Linked DNA regions of Danio rerio: region 1 is linked to region 2. A link is a contact called in public Hi-C data. All regions are on one chromosome and are shown on one strand. Each heading gives the region's core, a stretch centred on a gene start, on an enhancer-like site or on the middle of the called end of the contact. The rest is flanking DNA. Distances are from core to core; before and after follow the strand shown. Region 1 overlaps rasgrf1 (Ras protein specific guanine nucleotide releasing factor 1). Region 2 has its middle 16 kb from the start of dre-mir-184-1.

Evidence for each region. Hi-C and Micro-C count contacts between places; a contact is called where the count stands out from the background.
Region 1: a contact with region 2 is called in a Hi-C map of embryo, with 3 times the contacts expected there. The contact joins two enhancer-like sites. A contact is called at or near these places in 2 of 18 Hi-C or Micro-C datasets (caudal fin and embryo).

What each region holds. Positions count from the first base shown.
Region 1 is chr18:27,839,363-27,845,116 of GRCz12tu, reverse strand. It overlaps rasgrf1 (Ras protein specific guanine nucleotide releasing factor 1), which reads right to left. Exons shown (of 28, transcript XM_073930340.1): 17 at 3,817-3,987; 18 at 3,616-3,722; 19 at 2,234-2,346; 20 at 360-420. Among named protein-coding and RNA genes, the nearest start is that of ctsh, 13 kb to the left of the region's middle. Within about 2 kb of position 3,841, at least 3 of the 62 cell types and tissues checked have an H3K27ac peak or open chromatin away from gene starts, as enhancers often do.
Region 2 is chr18:27,617,092-27,622,661 of GRCz12tu, reverse strand. No RefSeq gene overlaps it. Among named protein-coding and RNA genes, the nearest start is that of dre-mir-184-1, 16 kb to the left of the region's middle. Within about 2 kb of position 2,256, at least 4 of the 62 cell types and tissues checked have an H3K27ac peak or open chromatin away from gene starts, as enhancers often do.

The sequences.
Region 1 (5,754 bases), core at 2,592-5,091, 220 kb before region 2:
GATGAACAAATTTATTTATTCAATTAGATTTATTTCTGAAAGTTTTAACTGAATAGCTAACCTTACGTTACAAAGATTACAGTACCAACAAACATATTACATTTCTTCAGCACCAACTGAAAACTAATAATGATTGCAAAAGAATCACTGGAAAAATAATTTTTGAAATATTAAAATTGTTCAAATACAGGCAGTCAAGGTGAGTCATTTAATGATGACCTTACATACTCTGAAGAGTACAGTAAAAAAATAAAATAAAATTATATTAAGAAATTCCGAAGAAACAATGAAGTTCTGATTGTTTTGGCACTGAAAAATGTTTAATATGCTGGAGGATGATCAAGAAGCACCACACTCACCATCTGCAGAACCTCCTCCAGACAGATCTGATTATCACCAGGATCCTCTTGCGTTAGTGTTCTATCAAAAGAAAAAAAGAGAGAATGTTTTCACAAACCAAGCCACTGACTGAATTTCAGTAATGGTAAACATTATTGGCACACTTAGCAAGCATGAGCAAAAAAGCTGTGAAAAAAAATGCATTGTTTTTTTTTTTTTGATGTTCCATTGAGAAAATTCTGAAAAAAAAATTGAAACAGCTGGAATAATAAAGAAGTATCATTATGAAATATATTTTCTTCAGTGTACACTGGCCACAATTATTGGTACAACTGGAAACTGTATAAGAGTCCAGCATTTGAGGAAACGCAAGTGCCAAATTCTAAGCATTATCCACCACAATGAGTAAAACTAAAGAATATTGTACAGTTCTGGTTTGGAGAAGATATTTGGTAAGCCTTACATAACAATAATGAACCAATAAACTAAAAAAAAGTTACAGATCTACCTGGAAGACAGTGTGTGTCCATATTGTGTAAATGTACAACAAGGATTATAGTTTGAGAGGCAAAGACGATCACAGCTGGAATTTGCAAAAAAAAATTATTTGATTTGTTTGACTCCAGCATATTTCACTACCAGGCAGTGCTGGACTGGCATGTGTGTATACTGTTGAATCTTTAATGTTATAGGTCTATTTTTGTCTGCTGCATAGACTTTTTCTTTCTGCACATTTTTTAAAAATGATATCAATATCTAAATATAATCAAATGCCAACAGAAAAATATCTTAGAAATGGCGAACTTCCATCAGAACAATAAATCAAAACAAACATCAAAATCAACACAAATACAGTCTTTATTTTAAAGATATACTAAAATTAGATAAAATAACATAGAATTTGTGTGACAAGGACACCATAAAACAAAGTGTTACCCAAATATATATTAAAAAGTAAAGTTCTATCCTGGTCCCCCTGAAATCTATAGAATTTTCTGTATGAATGACGGTCTCTGATCTCTTTCCAGATTTTCAGGGTTTTCTTTTATCAGCTATTATAGGAAAATACATGGAGCAGTTATCTTAAAAAATGGAGATTGCAAAAAGTATTGAACAACAATTATAGCTAATGTGCAGTAGGGCTGATATTTTCAAATGTTTTTTGAAAATGGTTACATATTTATGAATTTCTTTAATAAAAGATTAAATAAGCATGGAATTATTTTCAGCTCTCCTTCTTTAAATTTCACAAGAGCACCATTAATTTTTTAAATTAATTAATTAATTTTGTTTTCATAATGGCATACAAAAAAAAAACTTTATCAACCAAAACAAAACAAAGCAAAACAAGATCATTTCAACATACTCAATAAAATGTTATTTATTTATTTATTTATTTATTTTCTTGCCAGCTTAGTCCCTTTATTAATCCGGGGTCACCACAGCGGAATGAACCGCCAACTTATTCAGCACATTTTTTACGCAATGCCCTTCCAGCCGCAACCCATCTCTGAGAAACATCCATACACTCCTTCATGCACACACTCATACACTACGGAAAGTTTAGCCTACCCAGTTCGACTGTACCGCATGTCTTTGGACTGTGGGGGAAACTGGAGCACCCAGAGGAAACCTACGCCATCGCAGGGAGAACATGCAAACTCCACACAGAAACGCCAACTGAGCTGAGCTGAGATTCGAACCAGCGACCTTCTTGCTGTGAGGTGACAGCACTACCTACTGCGCCACTGCATCGCCCTTATTTATTTATTTATTTATTTATTTATTTATTTATTTATTTATTTATTTATCTATCTATCTATCAGTATTTGTCTAAACTTACTTAAAACCCAACATGTGGTAATCTATCAGGGTACAGGCAGTATCTACTTGCCGTATAATGTTGGCAGCAGCCTTTCTTTCTTGGGTCAGAAGTTCAGGATCGTGCATCACCTCCTCCAGGAAGCTGATTACCTTCATCTTGAGCTCAGTGTTGGTTTCAAAGTCCTGCACACACAATACACAGGTTCAGATACACAAATGCAAGGCAAAAAACTTTTAAAGTGGACCTATCATGCTATGAAAGAAGTGGGCCAGAGCAAAGTTGGGTTGGGCTTGAGCAGCGGTATATGCAAGCTGTGTGAGTGCTAAGAGTGTCTGAGCACGACATTAGGAATTTATAATATCAATGTTTTTAATATGTCTACCCCTAGTATATAATAATTCGTTCATTCCTACATTCATTTTCTTGTCGGCTTAGTCCCTTTATTAATCTGGGGTCGCCACAGCGGAATGAACCGCCAACTTATCCAGCATGTTTTTACACAGAGGATGCCCTTCCAGCCACAAACCATCTCTGGGAATAATCCACACACACTCATTCACACACACACACACACAGACACACACACACAGACACACACACACACACACACACACACACACACACACACACTCATACACTACGGACAATTTAGCCTCCCCAATTCACCTGTACTGCATGTCTTTGGACTGCAGGGGAAACCGGAGCACCCGGAGGAAACCCACACGAATGCAGGGAGAACATGCAAACTCCACACAGAAACGGCAACTGAACCAGCTGAGGCTCGACCCAGCAACCTCCTTGCTGTGAGGCGACAGCACTAGGTACAGCATTACTGCATCGACCGTATATAATAATCTTAACCCTAATATTAGTAAATATAAGAGTTAGGGTTATTAGGTTTAATATTAGTGTTGTTGGGGTTCACTTCAGATTCTAGAAAGTATTTGACTGGTCAGAATTTTGACGAGAAGCCGAAGTGAACAGCGATTATTGGTCCATTTGGAGGAAATGAGAAACTACTTTTTTAGTCGTGTTCTGGAATTTTTGCTTTTATTATGACAGGACAATATATACTGAAGGAAAGCCTAGTTGGAGATTAAAAAGGTGATTTGATTGGAAAAGGTCTGGAAGCTTCATGGTCGTGCTAAATGTCACTGCTATTGGTGGTGAAAATGCAATATTTGAATGCTTGTATTTTCTAAATATTAAATTTGTCATTATTTTAAAGCCCGTTAGTTAAACTTACTGACAAAGTAAGTTATAAGACTTGTCTATTGTTACTATCACTCAGAAAACATTTTATTTCAGTTTGAAGTCAAATAAAAAATACATATTGTATAAAAATAGATATTAGAAGTATACAAAAGTGTTGAATTTGGACCCAGAAACAGTTGTTTCTGTTTAGTCAAGTCTTGTGTTAGTATATGATTTTACACTGTACTCAATCTCACCTGTGAGTGTTTGGACACCCAGTGCCTGAGGACATTGAGGACTCTGTTAGTTGCTGCTCGGCGAATCACAAACTCCTTATCTCCGTTCCTCTGATCCGTAGGGAACCCTGATAGCCAATCAAAATTCACACTGATTTCATTTCTGCCAGGCAACAAATACCCACAGCCTATGGGAGTTTGAAACAGCTTGCTGAATCTTACCTGTGCTTGCCAAAGACATGCGGCGGTACTTCTCCTTGGTTGGCGTGCCCTCGTTGGCACCTGCAGTGGCGATGGCGAAGGCAGAAGCGGCAGACAAGGCGCTACGGTTGTTATCCAGCTCCCGGCAGGATGACATCACCATGCCATTATTGTAAGAGAACAGAGAGAATTCTGCTCAAAGAGAAAAACAAGCAGAACAAACATGCTAAATGAACATTTGGTGTGTACACTGTACAGAATTAAAGACTGTACTGCAAGGGAAATAACTATTATGATCATGAGGTTTTTAATAATCATTCCAAAACCAATATCTGAGTCCACACCATAACAGCTATGACACAGAAGAACAATATTGTTGTGATCACTTTTAAAATGGCCTTTTTTCCAGCTGAAGAATGATAAAAACATTGAAAGCCAATCAGAATCCATCTGGCTTTTAATAAGAGTAAGAACTTAAAGCAGCAGGCAGCATATCTGGAATGCACAAATATCATAAACAAAGTGATAATGTGAGCGGATTATGAATGCTAATAAACTAGTATAAGTCAGAATTATTAGCCCCCCTGAACTATTAGACACCCTGTTTATTTTTACCCCAATTTCTGTTTAACTGAGAAGATTTTTTCAACACATTTCTAGACATTATAGTTTCAATAACTCATTTTTAATAACTGATTTATCTTATCTTTGCCATGATGACAGTAAATAATATTTTACTTGATATTTTTTTAAGACATTTCTATAAAAAGTAACATTTAAAGGCTTAACTAAGTTAATTAGGTTAACTAGGCAGGTTAAGGTAATTAGGCAAGTTATTGTATAATGACAGTTTTTTAACTGGCCTAATAATTTTGCCTTTAAAAAGGTTTTAAAAAAAATTAAAAGCTGCTTTTATTCTAGCCAAAATACAACAAATAAGATTTTCTCCAGAAAAAAAAAAAAATATTATCAGACATACTGTGAAAATATCCTCGCTCTGTTAAACATCATTTGGGAAATATGTAAATATTCATTCATTCATTTATTTTCTTGTAGGCTTAGTCTCTTTATTAATCTGGGGTCGCCACAGCAGAATGAACCGCCAACTTATCCAGCAAGTTTTTAAGCAGCGGATGCCCTTCCAGCAGCAACCCATCTCTGGGAAACATCCACATACACATTCACACACACGCTTACTCAATTCACCTGTACCTGTGTTTGGACTGTGCACCCGAAGGAAACCCACACAAATGCAGGGAGAACATGATGTAAATATTAAAATATTTTTTTTTAAATAATTTTTAATAATTCTGATTTCAACTGTGTCTGAATAACCCTTTATACAGGTACTCCAAACGAAATATGAGATTTTATATCTTTTTCTTCAAGGGGTAAGACTGAAACTAGATATTCATGTACAAAAACAGCATATGTGTTTTGGTGCACTAAAATAAATTAATTTTAATGCAAGCAAATTTCACAATGTACATTGGCAATTAACAAATTTAGAAGTGAACATTTGAAAAAAAAAAAAAACGGTTCCAGTTTTAGCATTTTTATAAATAAAGTTTATTCATTCATTCATTCACTTTTCAGCTTAGTCTCTTTATTAATCGGGGGTCGCTACAGTGGAATGAACCAACAACTTATCCAGCATGTGTTTTACAAAGCGGATGCCCTTCCAGCTGCAACCCATCAATGGGGAAACATCCATACACTTTCATTCACACACGTACACTAGGGACAATTTTAGCATACCCAAATTCACCTATACCACGACTTTGGACTTGTGAGGGAAACTGGAGCCGAAACCCACGCGAACACGGGGAGAACATGCAAACCACAGAAATGCCAACTGCCCCACCTGAGGCTCGAACCAGCAACCTTCTTGCTGTGAGGCGATCGTGCTACCCACTGCACCACTGTGTCGTCTAAATACATTTAATTAAACTTTTTTTC
Region 2 (5,570 bases), core at 1,007-3,506:
GCAAAATACGTACCAGGAGCTATGTTTTTTTTTTGCTGTTTTTGTTGTACACAGGTCGCTGTGTATGTTTATTTAGATCTCAAGTTTCTTTTGCGAGTGGAATTTGTGAGTGCTGTTCTTACGTAAATCCACAAAAGGCCACTTTTGAGAAACTCACAGCGTCATACTGCCTCGTAGCGTTTATTTGAAAGATGAAATGCAGCCGTGCGAAACTCTGGCTACAAAATTCATGATATCCCAAGACATACATGGGGCTACTTTTCAGAATGAGCCTGTGTTGGATATAACACAATTCTTGAGATTTATTCGGAATAACATACTTTTTTTATGTTCAATCAACTTAAATTTGATAAGTTATTTTAATGGCTTTGTGTCAGGACAGCATGAATGAATTGTGTGGAAATCTGCCTTTGATACAGTGGGCAGTCTGTTGTGACTTTTAGCCAGTTTGCTAATTATACATTAACCATCAGAGGGATCAAATGTTTTAGTAATGTTAGTTTGTGTAATACATAATTTGTTCTTTTATGTATTTATTTAAATGACTAAGTTATTTAATATTATTTAAATCTAATTTGTTAATAAAATCATTTTAAAATTTTCAGTGTTTTGAGAAATTTTTAGTGTATTTAGTGCCACAGCCATTTCACCCTGCAGCCCAAGACCGGTTACTCAATGAAGCTAAGCAGGGCTGAGCCTGGTCAGTACCTGTATGGGAGACCACATGGGAAAACTAGGTTGCTGTTGGAAGTGTTGTTAGAGTGGCCAGCACGGGGCACTCAACATCCGGTCTGTGTAAGTCCTAATGCCCCAGTAAAAGTGAAGGAGACACTTTACTGTCAGTGGGCAGTGGTTCATCTTTCGGATGAAACAATAAACCGAGGTCCTGACTCTCTGTGGTCATTAAAAATCCCATGACACTTCTCGTAAATAGTTGGGGTGTAACCCTGGTGTCCTGGCCAAACTTCCTCAATCGGACCTTACGAGCATGGCCTCCCAATCATCCCCATTAACCTTACTGGCTCTATCACTGTCCACCTAGCTGCTGTGTGGTGAGCGCACTGGCACTGTTTTCCTGTGGCTGCCGTCGCATCATCCAAGAAGACGCTGCACACTGGTGGTGGTGTGGACAGACCCCCCTCATGATTGTGAAGTGTGTATGGCCATACACAATAAATGTGTTCTATAAATACACATTACATTACATTGTGACCTACAGTATCCTCTGATTAACTATTTCAGAGGTTACTGTAGGTCAAAGTATACAAACTATGCGTCTAACTCTGACTCTACTTACAGACTATATGTAGAAACAAACACCAATTTTACAAGAAAACAGTCTTGTGAACAATTACAGTCTGCAGTTTCAAACTGTTGAAGGAATTTTATTTCTCGCATAGGCTGATTAGCGCGATTATGCATTCGCAATGGTATGAACCATAATTGGGGTGGTCAAATGTATATTTATTCATTAATTTCTTTTCGGGTTAGTCCTTTTATTAATTTGGGGTCGCCACAGCGGAATGAACTGCCAACTCATCCAGCATGTTATACACAGTGGATGCCCTTCCAGCCACAACCCATCACTGGAAAACACTCACACACACTCATTGACACTCATACAATTTAGACTACCCAATTCACCTGTCCCGCATGTCTTTGGACTTGTGGGGGAGACCGGAACACCCAAGGGAAAGTCAAGTGAAAGCAGAGAGAACATATAATCTGACCCAGCCGAGGCTCGAACCAGCGACCTTCTTGCTGTGAGGCGGCAGCACTACCTACTGTGCAACTGCATTGTGATGTATATTTATATTATCTATTATATTTATTATTAAAATTATTATTAAAAACACAGAACAGAGAGAACTATTTCTCAGTATTAGAGGACTGACTCCCCTTATTTATGTGGGTCAATCCTCCCCAAACCCCGCTGTAATTCCCACCCTGCTTATAGCCTTATTTCACTTTCTCTGTCACCTAAAAATTCTATCTCATGTCTACTCATTTTATACTTTACAATAGAGCCTGTATTATCATACCAGTGGCATAGATATTAAATCCAATGAAGCGAATCAAGCATAGAATGAGGCTTATTAAACTGCAAAAATCAACAAGCAGCTAGAGTCTCTTATGTTTTTGCACAAACTCAGCTCAACAGGCTTGGCGCCATCCTCATGCTAATGACTCATGTTCTGCCGTGCTGATTTTTCTTGCTAAACTTCCTTGCTCCTTCTGTCCCGAACCAGATCAGCTAAGTAGAGAAGAAGGGGGAGGTTTCTCTGAACCACAGGATGTGACACGGCCCACAGATTTCTCTCTGCCCCCTTCACATTTAGTCAATGAATGTTAAAATTGGGGAGTGCAGAGCCTCTCTAATGACCGTTAGTAACTTGTTTAGCAGATTGATAGGTATGTGTGGTTTCTCAGCCCAAACTGCAGAGTTTGTGCGACAAAAATGACAACTTCGCAACCATTTTGGAATGAAGTTGAGTGGAAATGCAAAGTCCTCAAACCTTGATCTTCAATCTTGATGTTCAATCTTCAATCAATTGCTCCCATCCAAGTCCAACAACGACAACCATTAAGAAAAACACAGCACTGGAGCAGCAGCTTTTACTAGAATCCCCCCTGAGAGAGACCACAGACAGAGCGACACAAGAGTATTTCCTCTCTCCAGCAGACACAAAGACAAAGCCGTTTCTGACCTTTTACAAGCCACAAGCACCAATCAATTGACCTTTAGCAGCACACTAGACATACACAAGATAAATGCAAAGCGCTAACATTTCTATTGAGACAGAACGAAGAGAATAGAGTTATCAGTTTCAGTTGTTGATCTGTTTTTGCTTCAATGATTATACACTTATTATTAGGTGTCCATTTATGCTGTGTATATACTACTGTGGTATTCATAAATGGACCTATCGGGGCTACTCATCAGATGTTATGCACTTATAGATTGTCATTGAGATCAAAATAGGGACTGTAATATTGTAATGGACAAAAGCATTACATGTGAATGTCAGAGTCTATGTCATTTCTGTTCAGGATCAGTGAGTCACAGAGAGCAAAGATCAATACGAGTATTGAGAGGACTCATCATTTTATAGTGTCCAGAAATGGAAAAAAATCAATGTTGAAGCTTTTGTTTAGACTTGTTTCTGGCACTGAGAATGAGCAGAATAGCTCTTTGTGTGTGTTTTTTATTTGTTTGTCTAGAATCTTCTTTGTGGAGACAGGATCAAATCCTATTTTGAATGTGTTTTTATCGTAGCAAACCTAGTAAAATGAGATTTTGAAGGGTATAACAAGAAAATTCAAATAAAATTTAAATGAAAGTTAAAATTTCAAACATGTACAAGCACCGTTTGCCTTCAGAATGACTTAATTTTATTTATTTATTTATTTATTTAATAAATTTTTTTTTGGAATACAGTAGATTCATTTACCTGCTCCGTAAATTGATAGACTGTGGTGCACAGTTTCTGCAGATTGCTCAGCTCCATTAGAGAATAGTGAATTGTCATGTTAAAGAAAGAAGTTTGAGATGATTCTAACTTTGTGACACAGTGTGTCCATTAAACTCTCACCTCTGGCATTAAAACACTATTTTTGTTCACAGAATTGGATGGGTTGACCTGGATATTTTCAGTCTTTGAAACTGGACCAATCTCTGTAAACCTTTTAGATGTTTTCGGTGGTGGAAAGAGTACTGAAAAATCATATTTCATTAAAAGTACCGTTACTTGCCTAAAAATGTAGTGCAAGTAGAATATCTGTTGTGAATATTACTCAAAGCATGAGTAAAAACTAGACTTTTCAAAGGTACTCAGTTGTGAGTTGAGTTGCGAGTAGTGAGTTTTACGCTGTAAAAAACTGATGCATTTACATGTAATCTGTGGATGTGTGTAAACGCCTGCTGGGCATTAGTAAAATAGGCACACAACATCATAAGATGTTAATATTAGGATAGATTTAAATTGTGTCGACAGGTGACCAAAACTCAATGTCTAGCCAGTGTCTAGGGGTTTAGATTGTGTTAGAAAGTGACCAAAATCCAACGTCAAGTCATTTTGACGTAAATGATGACATCTACTCACCAGTTATGGCAAACAAAATCCAACGTCTGAAAGATGTCCTAGTTGTAATGTCCACACAACTCAAGCTGTAACATCATTAGACGTTGATATTTGGTTGATTTTAGGTTGGACGTTGGACATTGTGTCAGCCTGATGTTGGGTTCTGACATCAACCTGATTTTCATTTCCAATCAAAATGCAATGTCCCCACGACGCTGTACAATGTCAATCTGATGTCATGTGGACGTCTTGTTGCTGCTGGGTGTATCGGACATTTCGGTTATCATACAGTAAACATCTGTCTTCTTTTCATCAGTGACATGCATATGAAAATTCTCTAGGTCGTTGTGTGTAAAGACTTTGACATCTTCTTGGACATTTTTAATGCTTCCAAACAGTTTTCTGCAATTATAAATCACACATGTCTTGAGGATGTTCAGTATGATGCGTTTTACTTTCTATGTGTGATTTGATTGGACAGAAAATAACACAAGACTACTCAGTCAATCCCAATAGACAAGAAAAAATAATGACTGCAGTTTGAAGGAAAGTAGTGGAGTAAAAGTACAGATATTATGGAAATTGTGTGTGCAAATTCCTGTGGATTATCAGTTTGTTTTATCTTATGTTTCTACACTGTAAAAAAAAGTGATAAGTTGACTTTACTTAAAAAAGTGAGTAAACCTGTTGCATAAACGTGATTAGATAAATGAACTATATGCACAATTATAAAAAATTAGGTTAAGTCAAGCAGCCTGGTGGCTCAGTGAGTAGCACTGTCACCTCATAGCAAAAAGGTTGTTGGTTTGAGTCAGTTGGAATGTTTGTGTGAAGTTTGCGTGTTCTTCCCATGTTGGTGTGGGTTTGGGTTTCTTCCAGGTGCTCTGGTTTCCCCCACAGTCCAAAGACATGCATTAAACAGTAGGTGAATTGGGTAAACAAAAGTGGCTGTACTGTATGAATGTGTGTTTCAATGTGAATGTTTACCGTATACTTGGTTGCGGCTGTAAGCACACCTGCTGTGTAAACATATGCTGGAATAGTTGTTGGCTTATTCCGCTGTGGCAACCACTGATAAATAAGGGACTAAGCCGAAGAAAAGTTAATAAATCAGCAAAGTTAATTAAACAGTTTAAAGTTACAATGGGTTTACTAAATTTTGAAGTAAAGTCAACTTATAGCTTATAACCTATAGGAGGAACACTCCACTTTTAAAAAAAAAATAGGCTCATTTTACATTTCCTCTGGTTAAACAGTTGAGTTTTACCTTTTTTTTAATCCATTTAGCAAATCTCAGACTTTTCATTATACATCATGAATTGAGGCAGATGAAAAAAAAATTAAAGATGCAATTATATACTTTAAAATGGCTATAGGAACTGTATTGTCATTCTAGCTTAATAATCAAAGAATTTTGCCCAAAGTACCCAGCTAGGTACTGTAACTTCCAATATGACCACTTGCTTACACAGGGAATGTTTGCCGGTC